Regions from separate parts of the Bos taurus genome. Here region 2 is linked to region 1. Evidence: chromatin contacts called from public Hi-C data. All regions are on one chromosome and are shown on one strand. The core of a region is the stretch at or near the end of the contact, and the rest is flanking DNA. Distances in the headings are between cores, read along the strand shown.

Region 1 (7,783 bases), core at 2,195-4,694:
GAGCCACGTGATGGACGTCATGGAGGACAGCTTCACCCGGGCGTCCAGCATCATGGACGAGCTCTTCCAGGACCGGTTCTTCCTCCGGAGGCCCCAGGACACTCAGTACTACTCCCCCTTCAGCTCGTTCCCGAGGGGGTCACTCTTCTTCAATCCCAAGTCCCGCTTTGCCCGGAACGTGATGCCTTTCCCCTTGTTGGAACCCTTCAACTTCCACGATGTGTTTCAGCCCTTCTACGACATGATCCACCAGGCCCAGCAGGCCATGGACGCCCACCTGCAGAGGACTCCCTACCACTTCCCCACGATGGAATTCACAGGTGAGAAGGAGGGGGACAAAAACTCAGTTCTTTGAGATGCTTAACCCAGTCAAACAGGCTGTGATGCTGAAGAGACGTATGAATAGCTAAGGAGCTAAGGAAGTGTAGAGGCAGGGAGCCTTAGATGCTCAGATCTGTGCCCAGGACTTGGCCTGTATCATCTGAATCCCCCAAGGAGCAACCTGGGGAGGGGGCTACCATCTCTGACAGGGAGTGTAGGAACATGCGCAAAGGTTCACAGACATCCCTATTGGCTCAGCTGTAAAGACTCCGCCTGCAATGCAGGAGACGTGGGTTTGATCCCTGGTTTGGGAAATCCCCTGGGCTGGTCAAATCTAGTCCTGTAGGACTTGTAACTCTGGTATTCTTTTGAGTTTTCCAGGCTCCTTCCAACAATTTCCTCTAGGGTAGGGATTCCCGGCCTCTGGGATTTAATGCTTGTTGACTGAGGTGGAGTTGGTGTAATAGTAATAGACATAAAGTGCACAATAAATGTGATGCTCTTGAATCATCCTGAAACCTTCCCCCACCCTCCCCCTCCCTGGTCCATGGAAAAATTGTCTTCCACAAAACTGATCCCTTGAACCAAAAAGGTTGTGGACCACTGGTCCTGAGGGCTAGACCTCTTTGTCTTGAGAACTCAGGTGCTTTATATGGATGCCATGCATATACTGGCAATGAATTATATAATCAGCTCACTGTACAGTTAAGAAAGCTGTTTGTGGCTATAACCTTAGAGTCTGGTAGAGAATGGGCACATAGCGAGTATCTTTTGAATGAATGAACTCTAACATGGACATGAAAAGCCGAAATTTTTCGAAGTGATTTCTTTCATTGAACCAATAGACACTGGTTGGCCAACCCCATCGCCTAAATGCTACAGTTGGACCAGCACTGGGTTTTGGCTTGTAATGGATTGGAAATACAGGAGGGTACTGACTTAAACAGGTTTCCCGGTGGCTCAGTGTTAAAGAACTCACCTGCCAATGCAGCAGACATGGGTTAGAACCCTGAGTTGGGAAGATTCCTTGGAAAAAGAAATGGCAACCCGCTCCAGTATTCTTGCCTGGAGAAGCTCATGGACCGAGGACCCTGGCAGGCTACAGCCCATGGGGTCGCAAAAGAATCTGACACGGCTTAGCGGCTAAACAACAAATTGACCTGAACAAGCATTTCCTGCATATCCATAAGGTTGCGGGGGGTGGGGAGTCGCCCTGTGTTATAAGGAGGTTCCAAGGTAAATCTTACTCCTGCCTTCAAGGAGCTTGCTGCCTGGCCAGGGGGAGAGAAACGAGACAAGACAGATTGCAGAGCAAAACGGGTTATGATACCAAAGAGAAGCACACACAGCTAAGGGAGTATGGAGGTGGGAGAGGTGTCAGCAGGCGAAGGTGGTGAGAGCGTGGCCATGCCCAGCTCAGGGAGGCCTGGGCACCATCTCCTGGTCCCACTGCAGGGAGTCCCACTGCTGGTCCAAGCCTGGAGGACCAGCAGTCTTCAGGCAGACAGCCAGATGCCAACCTGCTCTGCCCGCAGAATCATCTCAAAAGGCTTGTCAGTGGTGTGGAAGGGCTCAGAGAGACGGGGGCAGCCCGTGTTGCTCTGCGTGACTTGTCCCGTGTGTTCCCAGAAAACAACGACCGTACTGTGTGTAAGGAGATCCGCCACAACTCCACGGGATGCCTGCGGATGAAGGACCAGTGCGAGAAGTGCCAGGAGATCCTGGAAGTGGGTGAGTCAGGGGCCCCCTGGTCTCCTATGTCTTCAGGTCCCCAGCACCTCACTGGGCTTGCCTTTAGCGGGTCACGTGGGTGGGAGTTTAATGCCAGCTCTGCTGCCTTCAGCTGTGGCTCTTGGTAGGGGGGACTGGCCTTTGCTTGGCTTTCCCTGGATCCCCCATCTGGGGTTGAGGGTTAAGATGCAGAGTTGTCCCTGAGGTCAGGAGACAGAATACTTATCATATCAGCTCATGGTTAACAGGCTGACTGTGGGAGGGGTGCTTTCTAAAAAGCTGTCATCCTGTGACTTCCTCCAGTCAGTCTGTTCCCAGGGGCTAAACCTAGTATACTTCATTTTTGGCTGCAGACGATGAAAATTTAGACAGTATGTTGTTGTCGCTAAGTCATGTCTGACTCTTTGCAACCCATGGACTGTAGCCCAGGCTCCTCTGTCCATGGGATTTCCAAGGCAAGAATACTGGAGTGGGTTGCCATTTCCTACTTCAAGGGATTTTCCCAACCCAGAGATTGAACTCAAGTCTCCTGTATGGACAGGCAGATTCTTTACCACTGAGCCATCGAGGAAGTGCTTCAGCAGTACGTACTCTATTAAACAAACTCTTGCCGTGTGTTTGTTACCAAACACCCTTCTTCTCAACACTTTACAAACATTTGCTCTTTCCCTAGAATAACTGGGGTGGCTGCTTTTCTTACAGAGGAGGAGACTGAGTCAGAGAAGGTTTGGTGACCTGCCAAGATTACTGGACGCCCCTCCTGGGGGGTGTTTGGGAGGTGTTCCCCACCATTGCTGCTATGTTCTCTGCCCTGAACATATGGTCTCTCCTCGGGGTACCTTCGCTTTCTGGCCATATTCCCTGTGGTTGGTTGATCCCTGAGTTGGAGGAAATAGCTCTCTTCCGCTGTTGCTCTCTGTTTTATCAAGGGGACTGAATTCTTCCTGCTGCTGCTGCTAAGTCGCTTCAGTCGTGTCCGACTCTGTGCGACTCCATAGATGGCAGCCCACCAGGCTCCGCCGTCCCTGGGATTCTCCAGGCAGGAGTACTGGAGTAGATTGCCATTTCCTTCTCCAAAGCTTGAAAGTGAAAAGTGAAAATGAAGTCACTTAGTCGTGTCCGACTCCTAGCGACCCCATGGACTGAAGCCTACCAGGCTCCTCTGTCCATGGGATTTTCCAGGCAAGAGTACTGGAGTGGGGTGCCATTGCCTTCTCCGGAATTCTTCCTACTTGGAGGTAAACAGCTATAAAAGCAGTGACACACTTCCTGGCTCACAAAAGTCTATGCTTGGAAGGAAGGAGTTAATTATTTCTCTGTACTGAGTGAGTCGATCCTGGGGGGTGTTTGCTTTGCTCTTACTTAATTCTTTCGGGTGCCTGGGCAGCCCTTCAGAGTCTAGTTAAATATTCCCAGTCTCAGTGCTGTGATTTTAGAAGCCACTGCAAAAGTACAAGTGGTATGTGAGGCTGATCCATGAAGGAGTGAGGTGAGCCCACACGCCCGCCTCTTGGGTTTAGCCCATAACATATCACAGTTAGAAAGCCATAAATCACATAGTGCCTCACGGTGAGAAAGTCACCTTAGGGCCAGAAGAAGAGACCTCCCGACGCCCAAGCTCAGATTGGTGCCCCTGATACCGATCTTAACCGTCACTGATCACAACTTCCTGAAACACTGTTTTTTTTCTACATTGAGGAGGACTTAGGACCTCTTATCTAAGGTGCTTGCAGCCGTTGGAGCATGTGTGTGCTGCCTGGGACCTCCAGACGGGACTTTTGCAATCTCCATTCTCCTGGCATTTTGAACCAGATCATTCTTTTTTTTTTTTTTAAATGATAGGCTTCATCATTTTTTAAATAACTATTAAAAAATATTTTTATCTGGCTGCATTGGGTCCTAGCTGTGGCATGCAGGATCTTCACTGCGTCATGCATTGCAGTGGGTGGGCTCAGTAGTTGCGGCATGCAACGTGGGATCCTAGTTCCCTAACCAGGGATCAACCCCGTGACCCCTGCATTGCAAGGTGGATTCTCAACCACTGGACCACTGGGGAAGTCCCTGGGCCGGATCTCTGTTTGTGACGGGGCTGCCCTGTGCACTGTAAGGCAGTTAGCAGCATCTCTGGCCTCTAGCCCCTGGATGCCAGTAACCTCCCACCGCCCCCCGACCAGTTGTGACAACCAAAAGTGTTTTCAGACCTTGTCAAATATCCCTGGGGACAGCACCGCCCCAGGTGAGGGCCACTGCCCTAGGCTGCATCCTGGTTCCCAGTGGCTGTCCTTACTTTCAATGACTCCCTGGCACAGAGAGTGTAGTCATTGTGCGTATTTCTCAACTCAGCTTATTGTTCATAATCCTATGTCTTGCTCCACCTGATTGCTTGCTCCTCCATTAATAGAAATGATTACAACCAGCATGATGAAGTATGCAAAGAACTCCTCCTTTTTCCCTGACTTGCTTGAGTTTCATGTGCTCTTTTGGGCATATTTTTCAACAATTAAGGGAGAGAAAAACAGAGAGAGTGTTTAAAGAGAGAGTGTTGTTTCTAGCTCTTGTCTATCTCACCATCTGCGGTGGGTGGGGTAGGGGTGGGGGCCAAAATCAATGAACTTGCCTACTCTCTGGTGAGGTTGGTAGCCAGCCGTGATGGGCAGGCGGGCAAACCTGGGCCCACAGCCCTCAGTCCCTGTGTGCTTGTGGTCCGAGGATCCTGGCTGGCTCTTCTGCTACTTAGCTTCTTGGGGCCAGAATTTCCAACTCTGTAGATATAAGCTAGCTTGGAGAAGTTTCCAGAGCCGTAGACTGAGTAGCAAGAGCCCAAGTTTAGGAGTTACAGCTCTGGGTTCACCATCCTGACCTCCCAAATCGTTCATCCTATGACTTTAGGCAGATGGTTTAGCTCTGTGGTCCTCAGTTTCATTGCTGGACGTCAGAATACATCAGACTATTAATGATCACTGCTATCCAGAGCGCTTGGTAATGCCTGAGCATAAGCATAGCAGTACTGGACAAATAGCAGCTACAGATAACATCCACCACTTCTGGAAATGGTTCCTGAGGGGACAGGGCAGTGAGAGGATCTCCTAGTCTGAGCACACGGAGCCCCGAGGCCATGCTTCATGAGGTGTGGGGCAGTGCCCCTCCTTGCCCGTCTCCAGGGAGACAGGGTCTTGCACCCAAAGAGAAATCAGTGATGTCACCAAGACAGTTTACTTCAGCTGACACCATCTTCCAGAGCAAGACTTTCTTGATGAAGACAGCACATGCTGAGTCACACTCAGGGCCAGCTCTCTGCTTTGTCTTGGGCTGACCGCGGATGCTTGGTGGAAAGATGGCATTCTGAGTAGCTCTGGCTCAGGTCCTGGCTGCGTGACCCGGTTGCCATTTGTCTGCATCCCTGTTGAGCTCTCCCTTCACCTTTCTGTCATCTGTCTGTGTTCTTTGCCTCTCTGGGCAGACTGTTCGGCCAGCAACCCGACTCAGACGCTGCTGCGCCAGCAGCTGAACGCATCCCTGCAGCTGGCGGAGAAGTTCAGCAGGCTGTACGACCAGCTGCTCCAGTCCTACCAGCAGAAGATGCTCAACACGTCGGCCCTGCTCAAGCAGCTGAACGAGCAGTTCACCTGGGTGTCCCAGCTGGCCAACCTCACGCAGAGCGACGACCAGCACTACCTGCAGGTCTTCACGGTGAGTCCCTGCTGGCCGTGCACTGCCGCTACGCCCTCGGTGCGGCCTGGAGGTCGTGTGGTCCTCCCCTGGGGGTGAAACGGGATCAAGATGTTCATGGGGCCATGTCTGCTTCCGATGGAGCACTTGTCCTACCCCAGGAAGCGAACCCTCAGGCACAGCGGTGCACGGAGGCCCTGTTGCCCAGTGAGGCAGAGTGTCACAGTCCCATTTTATGGGTGAGGAAAGGGCGTGGTTCAACAGCTTACCCCGCATCTCCCACCTGAGGGGTGATCACCCGTCCAGCTGCAGGGTGAGAGCTCTTTCTGGAGAGCTGCCCTGTCTCACATAGGAGGCCCCATGAACTGGCCCATTGTTCTCCTCCAGTGATAAGAAGCCTCACTCTAGTACCAGGAAACGTTTCTTTTTCTCTCCCTGCTGCTATTTCTACCACCACCTGACCAGTGGCTGCCCAAAGGAAGCAGGCGGCTCGAAACCATATTTTACTTGGTGGGGCCCCCCCTGGACTGGCCCTTTGTGGAAGGCGTTTACCCCCTCACCAGACTAGTGTGTCTGTGGGGTTAGGGCATTTCTGTTCCCCGAGTTGTATAGAAAGTGGAGGTGAGTGAAAAGCAAAGGGGTCCGTGGATCCGAATGAAGCCCGACTTTAGTTGCCAGCCGAGTCCATGTTGACTGTCATCCCCACCCCGTCGTGACCTTTCTTTTCTCCTTCCAGGTGAATTCCCACAACTCCGACCCCAGCATCCCGTCTGGCCTCACCAAGGTGATTGTGAAACTCTTCAACTCCTTCCCCATCACAGTGACGGTCCCGCAGGAAGTCTCCAGTCCTAACTTCATGGAGAATGTGGCAGAGAAAGCACTGCAGCAATACCGCCGGAAGAGCCAGTGAGTTTGTGCCCCCTGCCCCACTGCGGTCCGTCTGGGGGTCCAAAAAAGTGGGGGGCAGCCTGGGTATCACTGGAGCTGCAACCAGAGCCCAGGCAGGAAGTTGGGAAGCTACTAGGAAGTTTTTTCTTTCTTTGGAGGATGTTCTTTCAGGGTTGGTGAGAATCAAAGTGTTGATTGCTGCTTCTCAAGGAGTATCAGCTTACCTTCCCCTCCCCCGCTTCTTTTTCAGGGAGGAGTGAGGCGTGAAAGTTGCTTTTGCAAGTATCGGGCGTCTGCACCCACTTGCCCCTGAGATGAGCTTCAGGCCCCTTTAGAGAGCTCTGCACGTCGCCAGATGACCAGGCCCTGACCTCGAGGTCCTCCTGACCCCTCCAGCCTCTCCTTCCTCTGAACTCCTCTGAAACGCACTAATGCCTGCGTTTGCTGATCACGGGAAGAACTTGCTCGCATGCCACTAACTCAATAAACCACCTTGTAATCTGAATGCTCTGCTGTGTCCTCTTTTTTTTTTTTTGACTGCGTCCTGAGACATATGGAATCTTAGTTCACTGTTGTTTATTTACTCAGCCTCTATTGATCTCTATTACAGAACCTGGTAGCCCACCAGGTTCTTTTTTTTTTTTTTTTTTATGCTTTAAGGTTAACAATCATTTAATGTATTAACATTTTCACTTATAAACATACAATTTGCATATACAGGGAAAAACTGGTTCAGAGGACACAACAGAATACTGGAGACAGGCAAGCAATCAGAAGAGAAAAGAAAATACCAACCCGAGGGGAAAAAAAATGGAACTGCATTCCATGCCGGTGTCTATAAACTTGGGAAGGAGAAAAAGATCACACAGAATCACAATTAATGTAGAAAACAAACGTGGGTCATTCTGTATCAATGGCAGGAACTTCTCCCATGATCCAGATCTTGCATCCCGGTCCGGGCCACTTCATCAATGTTGATCTGAAACACAGTCGCTCATCTCTCCCTTCTCTTTAAATCTAACCTTGAAGTTAACTCAAGAAATTAAATGCACAGAGCTAAGAAACAAGCAGACTGGCATGTGTGCAACATCAACGGCCAACTATTTAAAAGTGCACATGGAAATAAAATGCTGACTAAACATTTTACTTCAGTTAAAGTGAACAAGTTCCTCCA
Region 2 (7,783 bases), core at 3,878-6,377, 310 kb after region 1:
AAGAAACGACTGCTGCTGCTAAGTCACTGCAGTCATGTCCGACTCTGTGCGACCCCATAGACGGCAGCCCACCAGGCTCCCCCATCCCTGGGATTCTCTAGGCAAGAACACTGGAGTGGATTGCCATTTCCTTCTCCAATGCATGAAAGTGAAAGGTGAAAGTGAAGTCGCTTAGTTGTGTGCGACTCTTTGCGACCCCATGGACTGCAGCCCACCAGGCTCCTCCACCCATGGGATTTTCCAGGCAAGAGTAGTGGAGTGGGGTGCCATTGCCTTCTCCTAGATGTCTTTAATTCTTGGTTGGTTGTTTAGTTGCTAAGTTGTGTCCAAATCTTTTGTGACCCCCATGGACTGTAACAAGCCAGGGTTCTCTGTCCAAGGGATTTCCCAGGCGAGAATACTGGAGTGGGTTGCCATTTTATTTTCCAGGGGATCTTCCCAAACCAGGGATCGAACCCGCATCTCCTGCAGCTCCTGCTTGGCAGGTGGATTCCTTACCACTGAATCACCAGGGAAGCCCTGTCTTTACTCACAAAGAAAACACTTATTTAGGCTATCAATGCTTTATACAACCTCTCTGGGGGTAGTTAAACACTCAGGGACTTACACAAATATGACTATCAAATGATTGTATCTCATCATAAGAGAGATGAGAGCTCTCACCTAAGCTGTTATAAGACAGAATGAGGGTTAATAAGAGCTTAAAGACACAATTTGCTTACTACTTCAAGGCATAAATCTTTTAAAATATTTCATATACAAAATAGTATATGAGAGGAGTATAATTAACCCCCACTTACCTATTAGTCAGCTTCAAGCATTACCAACTCATTACTAATTTTTCATTATTTAGAAGTAAATTGCAGGTTTTCCAGGGGCACTAGTGGGAAAGAATCCGCCTGCCAATGCAGGACATAAGAGACTTGGATTTGGTCCCTGGGTCTGGAAGGTCCCCTGGAGGAGAGCATGGCAATCCGCTCCAGTATTCTTGCTTGGAGAATCCCATGGACAGAGGGGCCTGGCAGGCTACTGTCCTTTCATTCATAAGTATTTCAGAAGTTAAATTTAAAAGATAAGAATGCCCCTTTAAAAATACAACCACAAAATCATAGCATATAGAATGAAAAGTAATTTCTTATTATCATAAAAGATTGAGAAAGGGTCCAAATTTCCCTCACTATCTCTCTTTTAAAAAAATATTTAGACAAGTTTTAGGTTTATAATAAAATTGAGAGAAAAGTACGGAGGTATATGGCCTATTCTCACACATGTGTAGCCTCCCCCATTATCAACATGTCTCACCAGAATAGTGCTTTTATTTTAAACCAACGACGAACCTACATGGAACCTACATGGATACATCACATCACACAAAGTCCATGGTGTTTTCTCTTGGTGGTGTGAGTTCAGTGGGTTTGGACAAATGTATGATAACACATCCATCATTATAATAGTATCATGCAGAATATTTTTACTCCCCTAAAATCCTCTGTGCTCTTCCTGTTTATCTCCCCCAACCCCTCCAGCAACCACTCATCTTTTATTGTCTCCATAGTTTTGTCTTTTAGAGAACATCATGTAGTTGGAATCATACAGCATGTAACTTTCTCAGTTTGGCTTCTTTCCCTTAGCTATATGCCAGTAAGATTCCTCCATGTATTTTCATCGGCTTGATAGCTCAGTTCTTTTCAGCACAGAATAATATGCCATTTTCTGGATGTGCTGTACTGTGCTTAGTTGCTTAGTCGTGTCCGACTCTTGGCGATCCCATGGACTGTAGCCCGGCAGGCTCCTCTGTCCATGGGGATTCTCCAGGCAAGAATACTAGAGCGGGTTGCCATGCCCTCCTCCAGAGGACCTTCCCAATCCAGATCTCCTGCATTACAGGTGGATTCTTTACCGTCTGAGACACCAGGGAAGCCCAAGAATACTGGAGTGGGTAGCCTGTCCCTTCTCCAGGGCATCTTCCTAACCTAGGAATCAGACCAGGGTCTCCTGCATTACAGGTGGATTCTTTAGCAGCTGAGCTACCAGGAAAGCCCAATAAAGTATTTTAAAGCTAACGTATTTCCTTTTTTGTTTTTAAAGATATAATGCTATTGCACACTTAATTCTCTCAGTTGTGTTTGACTCTTTCTTTGTGACCCCATGGGTTGTAGCCCACCAGATCCCTCAGTTCATGGAATCCTCCAGGCAATAATACTGGAGTTAGTTGTCATTTCCTTCTCCAGGAGTATCTCCCTGGAGATATTCCCAACTCAGGAACTGAATCCCAGGTCTCCCACGTTGCAGGCAGATTCTCTCCATCTGAGCCACTAGGGAAGCCCTGTCTGGATGTACCACAGTTTATTTAAACATTCACCTACTGAAGGACATCTTGGTTGCTTCCAAGTTTGGGCAGGTATAAATAAAGGTACTGTAAACATTTGTGGGTAGGTTTTTGTGTGGATGTAAGTTTCTGACTCCTTTGGTAAATACCAAAGAACAAAATTGTAGGATTTTAAGGTAAGAGAAATTTTCATTTTGTAAGAAACCTCCAGCCTTCCAGAGTGGTGATACCATTTTGCATTTCTGCCAGCATTGGATGAGAGTTCCTGTTACTCCACAACCCTCTCCCACAGCATTTCATGTTGTCAGTGTTCCAAATTTTTGCACTTCTAATGGGTGTGTAGTGGCATTGTTTAAATTTGCATTTCCCTGATGACATATGATGTGGAGCATCTTTTCGTATGCCTACTTTCCATCTGTATATCTTCTTTGGTGAGGTGTCTGCTAAGATCTTTGGCCAGTTTTTAAATTGGGTTGTTTGTTTTCTTATTGTTGTTTCTCTTAATCTATAGGTTCTCTCTCTCGCCTCCATATATTCTTTTAAAGAATCTGAGATGCTTGTCTGAAGTTTCTACAAGTTAGATTTTTCATAATGTATTAATATCATTCTGATGTTATTCCTATGTTTCCTGTAAATGAGTGGTTAGATCTAGAAACTTGATCAGATTCAGGTTCAGTTTTTTGTTTAGCAAGGCTTATTCACAGGCAGTGAGGTAGTCTTCCACCAGGGGGCGCAGTTGCTCTCTGTCAAGGATCTCAACCTCGTGATCTGGGCATTGATTCATTAACAAACTAATGTTTGCGAAATAGTAATATTCTAAATATGCCATCTATTCTTATTAGGTTTTTAGATTTTTTGAATAAATTTCTCCTTATCAACTATTTTGTTACTTTATGATTTATATAATGAGGCCAGAAAAACGCTTGATTTTTCCCTCTGCTTTTTAGTTTTCAAAATAATGAGTTGGTTCCCTAACACCCCATGGACTGGGGTCACAAAGAGTCCTACACGACTGAGCGACTTCACTTTCACTTTCACTTTCCCTAACACCATCAAAAAGTGACCAATAAGGTTTTTTTTTTTAAATCATAGTGAAAAAAAATCATGATTTTTAAAAATCATAAATCATTTTAAAAATCATGTATGTAAATGTATCTGATATTTTTCATTCACCCACTGAAGTCACAATACTTACTGATGCTCAAATCATTCCATCTTTGACCAGTGTAAGTCTATTCAAGTTGTCTCCTCAATCATTTTGACACGACCCTACTAGTCTTTAAAAACCTCCCTGCCTTCAGCTAAGATAAGATGTTCCAGGCTTATTTTACATTTCCAACCCCAATGTGAAATTAGTTATTTCTCCAAAGTGATGGTTTTCAAAGTGTGATTGGGGAGCCCCTGGGCATCCCTGTAATCCTATCATGGGGTTTGCGTGGTCACAATTATTTTCATAAAAATACTAAGATGCTATTTGCTCTTTTAAACTCTTTTTGTCTCATAAATATATACAGAGTTCCCCAAGGTTACATGATGTATGATATTATGATTGAATGTAGAAGCAGTTTTAAGAATTCTGCTGTCATTTATTAAGCCAGACATTAGAAAAATTTACAATGGCACTCTTCTAAGTAGTTTTTGTTAACAGATTTTTTTTGTTTTTACATGTTTTAATTTCTAATGCACTAAACATCAATAGATATAACCCACATCAACAAACTCTTTGGGACCCTCTCACAATTTTAAGAATTTAAAGAGATTTAGGGAACAAAATGTTTCAAGAACAACTAACTACTCTAAGGAGTCTTGGCTCCTTTTAATTGAAGATGGTATTTAGAGATCACAATCTAGGAGCTAGAGATATTCATGGTTACTGGGTTGGCCATAGTCCGTAGGGCGTTTCATAGGCAAATTTATATATAACATTACTACTGTCCTCCCTTTTTTGGATAAAAGGTAGTATGTACACTTCTCTCCACGTAGCTTTTTTTTCACTGAACAATATTATGTTTTCAGGCACTCACTTCATTACGTTCGTTTACAATTTATTCAACTAGCCATTTGTTGAGGAATTTCCATATTTTATTATATATATGGTGCTGCAGTGAACAATTGCATGTACTTTTACTACTATATCTTTAGGATAGAATTCTAGAAGTGAGAATACCGGATCAAAGGGTGAATGTGTACAACTCTGCTATATATTGAGATTCTTTTTACTTCTACAGTACAGATGAAGGAAGGGCTTCCCCCAGTAGCTCAGCTGTAAAGAATCCGCCTGCAATGCAGACCCCTGGGTCAGGAAGATTCCCCTGGATAAGGGTATGGCAACTCATTCCAGTATTCTTGCCTGGGAAATCCCATGGACAGAGGAGCCTGGCCGGCTACAGTCCAAGGGGTCGCAAAAGAGTCAGACACGACTTAGCAACTAAACAATAACAGCAACAGATGAAGGAACAGACTGAGACAGCTGCTCAGGGTCACTTTTCCAGTCACTGACAAAAGACTTAACGTCTCCACAGACTCTGTAGGTCCGTAGGGCGGGGGCGGGGGCCGCTTAGTTACCTGACGAGTATGAGAGGTCGAAAGACTAGAGGTTCTGTTAAGGAAGAAATGGTGTGCTGGATATTGGAAGAATGAGAATCCCCGCCGCCGCCCCTTCTGGTAATTTAGACCAGTACAGCCGGCGAGGTGTGCGGGGCTTTGCGCATGCCCAGCCACTACGTGCAGGTTGGAGTCGCTCGGAGGCAGGAGCAGAGTGACGTTATAACGGCGCGCCGCTCCCAGGCGTCCTCGCAAGGTCGCTTTGCAGAGCGGGAGCGCGCGTAAGTGACAAGACCCTGGTTCGGGTGCGCGCCGTCTCTTGCTGCCTTGGTATCAGCAGCGACATGTCGGGGTATACGCCCGAGGAGAAACTGCGGCTGCAGCAGCTTCGAGAGCTAAGAAGGCGATGGCTGAAAGATCAGGAGCTGAGCCCCCGGGAACCCGTGCTGCCTCCGCAGAGGGTGTCGCCTGTGGAGCGATTCTGGAATAAATTTTTGCAAGACGGAGCTCTCTGGAAGAACGTGGTGAGTGACCGCCCTTCCCAACCCCAACCCACTCTCGTCCCATCGCAGTCCACGGCCTGGCTGCTGAGACAACCTGTTCGCTATAGCCGCGTTGCCCCCGGAAGTTCCCCAAGGGAGAGTCAGGTTCAGTCGAGACTGCGGCTTGTCTGGGACTCCGTCTGGTCCCAAGAGTCATGCACTGGAAGTCAGGAGTTCGGAGCTTGTATGGCTTTGGGATTGTCTTGCCCTTTGGCTCTCAAGTGTGATAAGAAGGAGGCGAATCTCTGCCTAGGTCATACAGGACGTACAGGTTTGCCTTTCTTTTGACTGAGGAAACCTTTCCTCAGAAGGATGGCCAAGGATTCACTAGAGTTAAAATTCAATGATTTTAGTATCCAAGGACACTTGTGTGATTTTTGAGGTTGAGATTACACAGACCAACACTACACTCGACTACCCGAAAGCAGGATAATCCTCTAGCTGGTAATGCAGCTCCATGTTAATTACTGTAAAAGAAAAGGTTCTGTTGATATGCTGTTGATAGCTGTGAAAAGAAGAGAAGCGAAAAGCAAAGTAGAAAAGGAAAGATATACTCATTTGAATGCAGAGTTCCAAAGAATAGCAAGGAGAGATAAGAAAGCCTTCCTCAGTGGTCTGTGCAAAGAAATAGAGGAAAACAATAGAATGGGAAAGACTAGAGAGCTCTTCAAGAAAATTAGAGATACCAAGGGAACATTTCATGCAAAGATGGGCTCAATAAACTACGGAAATAGTATAGACCTAACAAAAGCAGAAAATATTAAGAAAAGGTGTCAAGAATACACAGAGGAACTGTACAAAAGGGATCTTCACGACCCAGATGATCACGATGGTGTGATCATTCACCTAGAGCCAGACATCCTAGAATGTGAAGTCAAGTGGGCCTTAGGAAGCATCACTACAAACAAAGCTAGTGGAGGTGATGGAATTCCATTTGAACTATTTCGAATCCTAAAAGATGATGCTGTGCCAGCAAATTTGGAAAACTCAGCAGTGGCCACAGGACTGGAAAAGGTCAGTTTTCATTCCAGTCCCTAAGAAAGGCAATGTCAAAGAATACTCAAACTACTGCACAATTGCACTCATCTCACTCGCTAGTAAAGTAATGCTCAAAATTCTCCAAGCCAGGCTTCAACAATACGGGAACCATGAACTTCCAGATGTTCAAGCTGGTTTTAGAAAAGGCAGAAGAACCAGAGATCAAATTGCCAACATCCGCTGGATCATCGAAAAAGCAAGAGAGTTCCAGAGAATCATCTACTTCTGCTTTATTGACTATGCCAAAGCCTTTGACTGTGTGGATCACAATAAACTGTGGGAAATTCTGAAAGAGATGGGAATACCAGACCACCCGACCTGCTTCTTGAGAAATCTGTATGCAGGTCAGGAAGCAACAGTTAGAACTGGGCGTGGAACAACAGACTGGTTCCAAATCGGGAAAGTAGTACATCAAGGCTGTATATTGTCACCCTGCTTATTTAACTTCTATGCAGAGTACATCATGAGAAATGCTGGGCTGGATGAAGCACAAGCTGTATTCGAGATTGCTGGGAGAAATATCAGTAACCTCAGATATGCAGATGACACCACCTATGTGGCAGAAAGTGAAGAAGAACTAAAGAGCCTCTTGATGAAAGTGAAAGAGGAGAGTGAAAACGTTGGCTTAAAGCTCAACATTCAGAAAACTAAGATCATGGCATCCGGTCCCGTCACTTCATGGGAAATAAATGGGGAAACAGTGGAAACAGTGTCAGACTTTATTTTTTGGGGCTCCAAAATCACTGCAGATGGTGACTGCAGCCATGAAATTAAAAGACACTTACTCCTTGGAAGGAAAGTTAGGACCAACCTAGACATACTCAACGGAGAGGGCAATGGCACCGCACTCCAGTACTCTTGCCTGGAGAATCCCATGGACGGAGGAGCCTGGTAGGCTGCAGTCCATGGAGTCGCTAGGAGTCGAACACAACTGAGCGACTTCACTTTCACTTTTCATTTTCATGCATTGGAGAAGGAAATGGCAACCTACTCCAGTGTTCTTGCCTGGAGAATCCGAAGGACCGGGGAGCCTGGTGGGCTGCCGTCTCTGGGGTCGCATAGAGTCGGATACAACTGAGGCGACTCAGCAGCAGCAGCAGCAGCAGACATATTCAAAAGCAGAGACATTACTTTGCCAACAAAGGTCCGTCTAGTCAAGGCTACGGTTTTTCTGGTAGTGATGTATGGATGTGAGAGTTGGACTATAAAGAAAGCTGAGTGCCAAAGAATTGATGTTTTTAAACTGTGGTGTTGGAGAAGACTCTTGAGAGTCCCTTGGACTGCAAGGAGATCCAACCAGTCCATCCTAAAAGAGATCAGTCCTGAGTGT

The links. A called contact is a pair of places that touch in the nucleus more often than the background predicts.
Region 2: a contact with region 1 is called in a Hi-C map of liver, with 6 times the contacts expected there. The contact joins the promoter of NDUFB6 here to the enhancer-like site in region 1.

What each region holds. Positions count from the first base shown.
Region 1 is chr8:11,187,392-11,195,174 of ARS-UCD2.0, forward strand. CLU (clusterin) reads left to right here. Exons shown (of 9, transcript NM_173902.2): 5 at 1-320; 6 at 1,951-2,052; 7 at 5,513-5,742; 8 at 6,458-6,627; 9 at 6,860-7,114. The coding sequence ends at 6,869. LOC132345923 (pleckstrin homology domain-containing family B member 2-like) reads right to left here. Exons shown (of 2, transcript XM_059889343.1): 2 at 7,264-7,783. Among named protein-coding and RNA genes, the nearest start is that of CLU, 14 kb to the left of the region's middle. Within about 2 kb of position 3,445, at least 7 of the 102 cell types and tissues checked have an H3K27ac peak or open chromatin away from gene starts, as enhancers often do. A contact at or near this core is called in liver, where this site is marked.
Region 2 is chr8:11,499,600-11,507,382 of ARS-UCD2.0, forward strand. NDUFB6 (NADH:ubiquinone oxidoreductase subunit B6) reads left to right here and starts at 5,128. Exons shown (of 4, transcript NM_175787.2): 1 at 5,128-5,397. The coding sequence starts at 5,218. It overlaps LOC112447772 (a long non-coding RNA gene), which reads right to left and starts at 5,013. Exons shown (of 6, transcript XR_009495512.1): 1 at 4,895-5,013.